Regions from separate parts of the Pan troglodytes genome. Here region 1 is linked to region 2. Evidence: chromatin contacts called from public Hi-C data. All regions are on one chromosome and are shown on one strand. The core of a region is the stretch at or near the end of the contact, and the rest is flanking DNA. Distances in the headings are between cores, read along the strand shown. Region 1 holds the start of CFP (complement factor properdin). Region 2 overlaps SYN1 (synapsin I).

Evidence for each region. A called contact is a pair of places that touch in the nucleus more often than the background predicts.
Region 1: a contact with region 2 is called in a Hi-C map of induced pluripotent stem cells, with 2.2 times the contacts expected there. The contact joins the promoter of CFP here to the enhancer-like site in region 2. A contact is called at or near these places in 3 of 7 Hi-C or Micro-C datasets (induced pluripotent stem cells and a lymphoblastoid cell line) and 1 of 1 other capture datasets (stem cell-derived neural stem cells).

What each region holds. Positions count from the first base shown.
Region 1 is chrX:48,065,968-48,068,667 of NHGRI_mPanTro3-v2.0_pri, forward strand. It overlaps CFP (complement factor properdin), which reads right to left and starts at 1,422. Exons shown (of 9, transcript XM_521039.8): 1 at 1,076-1,422; 2 at 830-980. The coding sequence starts at 1,151.
Region 2 is chrX:48,009,377-48,012,076 of NHGRI_mPanTro3-v2.0_pri, forward strand. It overlaps SYN1 (synapsin I), which reads right to left. Exons shown (of 13, transcript XM_016943248.4): 11 at 2,422-2,509; 12 at 1,736-2,324; 13 at 1-699. The coding sequence ends at 672. Among named protein-coding and RNA genes, the nearest start is that of TIMP1, 8.6 kb to the right of the region's middle. Within about 2 kb of position 1,450, at least 5 of the 24 cell types and tissues checked have an H3K27ac peak or open chromatin away from gene starts, as enhancers often do. A contact at or near this core is called in induced pluripotent stem cells and stem cell-derived neural stem cells, where this site is marked.

The sequences.
Region 1 (2,700 bases), core at 172-2,671, 57 kb after region 2:
CAACCCACTGCATAGCCCTAGGTATGCTGTTCATGCCAAATAGATGTGATGAACTGTTGACATGACTTGGGGCCCAGAGCTGCCCTCAAAAATCCCCAAGCTCCCCATGCCCACGGTGTATCTGGGATATATAGTAAGCAAGCAGAAAACAGGTCTGGCATACGGTAAGGGCTCAATCCATGCAAGCTGGAAATCATGATCAGGAGACTAGAGCTACCCTCAGAAATCCTCAAGCTCATCTCCCAACCCTGCCATGCAGCTGGTATACAGGGAGTGCTCAATGAATGTGAAGTGTCATCATAATTAGGGGCCTAGAGCTGCCCTTTGAATTCCCCAAACTTTCCCGCCCCCACAGTGTGTCCATATACAGTAAGCACTCAATAAACATGAGCTGTCATCAAAATTAGGGAAATACCAAGCTGCACCCCACCTGCAATGCTTCCAGTGTGCAGGAGGTGCTCAATATGTGTGAGCTATGTCAGTGGTTCTCAATCAGGGGTGATTTTGACCCCCAGGGGACATTTGGCAATGTCTGCTGACATGTTTGGTTGTCACAGCTGGTGGGGAGAATTGCTACTGGCATCTAGTGGAAGGCTAGGGGTGTTACAAAACATCCCACAATACACAGGTAAGCAATCCCCTCCCCCAGCCAAGAATTTCCAGCCCCAAATGTCAATAGTAACAAGGTTGAGAAACCCTGAGGTATGGTCACGATCAGGGCCTCAGGGCCACCCTTGGAAGTCCCAGAGAAAGAAAGTGCCCAGTTTTGGGTGACCCCCCCAGACAGTCCTTCCCTCCACCCCATCCCCCACCCCAGGCTCCCCCTAACCTGCAAGGCTGACAGAGCCCACCATTACGTTTCTGGTAGGCAAAGGCAGTGTTGAGACAGCAGTCTTCCACGCTGACACCACCCCCCAGGAGGCCCTTGCACTTGCCGGAGGATTCTTCATACTGGGTGAAGCAGAGCACGGGGTCTGAGCCTGTAACAGGGCCGGGGGGATGGGTGGGTGGGGCTCGGTCAGGGATGTGGTGGGCCTGGACACCCCTGGGGCCAGCTGGGCCCTCACCCCCTCACCTGTGGCTGGCAGGGTGAGCAGCAGGAGCAGCGGCGGCAGCAACAATCGAGGGGCCTGCGCTCCCTCTGTGATCATGTTGAGTACTGCCCCCTGCACCTCTACCAGAGAGGAGGTCCCGCTTTATCTGGGTTGATAGGCTCCTGGAATCAGCAGGGAAAGAGGAACCTAGAGGCAGGAGGAACTGGGAGGGCATCCTGCTTTGACCCCACCCTGTCCCCTCTGCCTCCTTCTCTACTCTCCCCTCCCCATTTCCTGTCTTACTCTTGGTCTTGTTCTGTTTGTTACTGTATCCCCAGCACCTCGCGCTCCTCCCAGCAACCTCACAGTGTTCAATAGAAGCTCCTAGGACAAATTCTCACCCAGAGGAAATGGAGCATAGGAGCGTGCAGCAACTTCCTAGCCGTGTGACCTTGGGTGAGTCACTTAACACCCCTGAGCCTCAGTTTCCCTATGTGGAAAATGCATAATCTCTAACATAATGACAGGGTCAACCTCGTGGGGGTGTTGAACCAGGGTGAAGTGAGTGTGCCGTGCTCAGTATGTTCCTGTTCGTGGGGGTGGAGGGAGCATCGAGGCAGTTGCTCCACCTTCCACCCTCCCTTAACCTCGGCCCTCCTTTCCTGAGAGGTTCCCTGTGGTCAGCTTGTGGTCGGGGAGGTCAGCACAAGGGAAGTGAGAAAGGGAAGTGGCAGGAGCCTGGGGAGGGATTCAGGAGGGGAATGGGGTCTATCCATTGTTCCATGGGCCCAGGTGGGGACAACACCAGGGTCTGGGGTGATTAGGAGGGAATAAGCTGGGCCATATTCCATCAGAGAACCCTCGGGCAGATAACACTCCCCTTCTGGAGCCTGTTTCCCCTCTGTAAAATGTGCTCACAGACAGCACCTACAACATAGGTAGGGTGTGTTGCAAAGATTGCGAGTTAAGCTTTTGTTTGTTTTGTCGAGATGGAGTCTCACTCTGTCGCCCAGGCTGGTGTGCAGTGTCACGATCTCGGCTCACTGCAACCTCTGCCTCTCGATTTCAACCAATTCTCCTGCCTCAGCCTCCTGAGTAGCTGGGATTACAGCCGTGTACCACCATGTCCAGCTAATTTTTGTATTTTTAGTGGAGACAGGGTTTCACCATGTTGGCCAGGCTGGTCTCGAACTCCTGACCTCAGGTTATCCACCTGCCTTGGCCTCCCAAAGTGCTAGGATTACAGGCGTGAGTCACCGTGCCCGGCCAGGAGTTAAGCTTTTGGAAAGTCTTTAGAACAGTGCCTGGCATATAGTAGGTGCTCTGTGTTTGATAAATTTATTCAACATTTATTGAGCACCTACTGGATGCCAGATGCGGTTCTTAGCATTAGAGCAGAGAATAGGACAGACAAAAATCCTGGCCCTCGAGAAGATGGATAATAAATGTTGCCCCTCCTCACAGAGGCCTTCCCCATACCCTTGTCTGGCATCCCTGTCACTCTCTAGCCCAGTAGCCTCCAAACCTGTTTTTTTGTTTGTTTTGTTTTAAAGAGACAGAGTCTTGCTGTCACCTGGGCTGGAGTGCAGTGGTCTGATCATAGCTCATTGCAGCCTCAAACTCCTGGGCTCAAGTGATTTTCCCACCTTAGCGTCCCCAAGTAGCT
Region 2 (2,700 bases), core at 200-2,699:
TGGAAGTGGGAGGAGCTCCCAAGGTATTGAATGAGGTTGAGGGGAGCTGGTGAAGGGAAATCCTTGTGGGGCTAGGTGTTGGGTGGCATTTGAAGATGTGGATCTTCAGAGGGATGGAAGATCCATGGGAAGGGGCTCAACAGTAGGGGTTTCTTGAGGATTTGGAAAATTATGATGGGAAATAGGTGTGCTGGAGAGATTTGGGACCAAAAATAGGGTTTTCCAGGAACTTTAGGGCTCCAGGAAGGGATTCTGCAATGGGTTGCCTGGTATTTGGGCACTTCCAGGAAGGAAAACGCCCTCTGGGGAAACCAGGGGTGGAGGTCTTCAGGAATGTGGAGGTTCTAAAACAGAAGTAGATCCTGAAGTGACCACGAGTGGGGTTCTAAAAGGACTTGGGGATTCCACATGTGAGAACCGGATTTAGGGCCAGGAGGAGTCAGGTTTCTCAAGGTACTCGGGGATCTTGAGGAATGAGAGGTGGAATCTTGGAGAACCGGGAGATGGGTTCTCAAGGGATTTGGAGACTCCAAAAGTGAGAAATGGATTCAGGGCCCAGAGAAGGGTTGCCCAGGGATTTTGGGGTTCTCAGAGTGGGGTATCAGTCGGAGAAGAGGCTGGCGAAAGACTTCCTCAGGCTGCGGATGGTCTCAGCTTTCACCTCGTCCTGGCTAAGGCTGGGCCTGGGCGGGGCTGGCTCTGGAAGGTTGAAGGCATTGGTCAGAGACTGGGATTTGCTAGAGAGAGACAAGGTGGAGGCGTGGGAGGAAGGGGGAAGAGGAAGGGGAGGAAGGGGAGAGAAACACAACGTTACCCCAGGCCCAGCCCCAGCCCTGCCCCTCTGATCCTGGGGCTGTGCCTGTGACCTCCCCACCTGCCACCATGGGCCTGGACCCTAACAGGTTCTCAAGGCTGGGAGCACTCAGGTGGAGTGGGTGGAGTCCTGGGCCAGGGAGGCGAGATCTGGGACAGGCTGGGAGGACTTGGATCCAGGGTGAAGTGTGGGATTCGTGGCAAGAGTCCTGGGCAGAACCTTCTCTGTGAATTCTTGGCTAGTTTGATACAAAGGGGAAGATGAGCAGGGAGGTTTCCAATCTAAGGGTGAGGTGTCTAGGAGGGCATAGAAAGGGCTTGGACCAAGGACAGGCTGTTGGGCAAGTCAGCCTAAGGCAGAGCAGCTGGGTGGGGCAGGGAGGACGTCTGAGCTGGGATGGGAGTTGGAATGGACCAGAAAAGGCAGATGGGTGATGATTCGCGGGGAGACTGAGATGGGCCAGAAGGATGTGAAGGAGGAGGAAAAGTATGAGGATGGAGTGGGAAGAGCCAGATGATAGGAGGACTAGGACTCGGGCCAGGAGTTTTAGGGATGGGTTGGGGGGGGGGCAGTTTGGCAGGGAAGGCTCTGGGCCGGGCAGGAAGTTGCAGAGGGTGGGTCAGCCAGGTGCCTGGGAGGCCCTAGAGGAGGAAACTTTCCCAGGGCCTTTGAGGAGGAATTCGAACTGAGTGCAGTTTCTCTGGGATTCTGGCACCAAATTCCTGGGGTGGGGGTGCGGAGCCTCTGGTGGGCCGGGAGGAGCCAAAGCTTGGGGGAAGGGCTTGGCTCAGGCTGGAGAGAGTTCGTGGGACCCCTGCATAGGACCTGGGTCTGAGGAGCAAGGGAGCTAGGGCTGCTCTACTGGGGCAGCGGCCCGCTTTGTGAGCAGCAAGGCGAGGGCTGCTGTAGGGGTCCCCTTACTTGAGCTGGGGGTGCGGAGGTCCCCCTGCAGCGGCGGTGGCGGGTGGCGGCACGTCCTGGCTGGGTTTCTGGGCCAGCTGTGGTTTGGGACGTCCAGCGGGGCCCGGGCCGCTGGGCCGAGGCTGCTGCGTGGTGGGTGGCCCAGTGCGGGGCACGGGACCCGCCTGGCTGGCCTGGCGTGTGGGGCCGGCTGGGCCTGGGGGTTTCTGGGGCGGGCCCTGGCGCTGCTGCCCGCCCGGTGGGGCCCCAGAGGCCTTTGGCGGAGCCGGGCCAGAGACGGATGTCTGACGGGTAGCCTGTGGGGGGCCCGCCTGGCGCTGGGGAGACGGAGAGGCGGGCGGGCGGGCTGCTGGAGGCGCCCCGGGGCCTCCCGCCACTGGCCGGGATTGGCGGCCTTGACCCTGGGTCGGCGGCGCGGCCTGGGACGCGGGCTGCTGGGGCGCTGAGGTGGGACTTGGAAGGCGCTGGGGCAGGGGGCTGCCAGCTGGGGGTCCAAGGCCTGAAAGGTGCTGCTGGCCCTGCGGCGGCGGGCGCTGCTGCAATGGGGGTCCCTGGCGCTGGGGGCCTGGACCCGGCTGTGGAGGGCCGCCTGGGGGACAGAGGGAGAGAAAGAGCACACGTGAGAGTGAGCGGGTAAGAGATGGCGGGCTGAGGGAGGGGACTGCGACCGCCAGCCTCTCGCTTACCCTGTGGTGGGGGTCGCTGCTGAGCCGGGGGCCCTGCGGGCTGCTGGGAGGTCTGGCGGCCCAAGGGCAGGGCCCCTGGGGACGGAGTCTGCGGCAGAGGAATGGAGCAGGAGAGGTTAAAAATAGTTACCAGCCAGTGGAGCATCAGCCAGTGATGACACAGGTTCCCTGTGCGCTGGGTGTTGCCCCACTTGTGGCTGAGCTGAGGGTACTCTGGGTTGTGGGGTGGGGGACCTGTTCCCAGGGGCAGGGCAGGGAGGTGCTCAGGGAAGTCAGGGC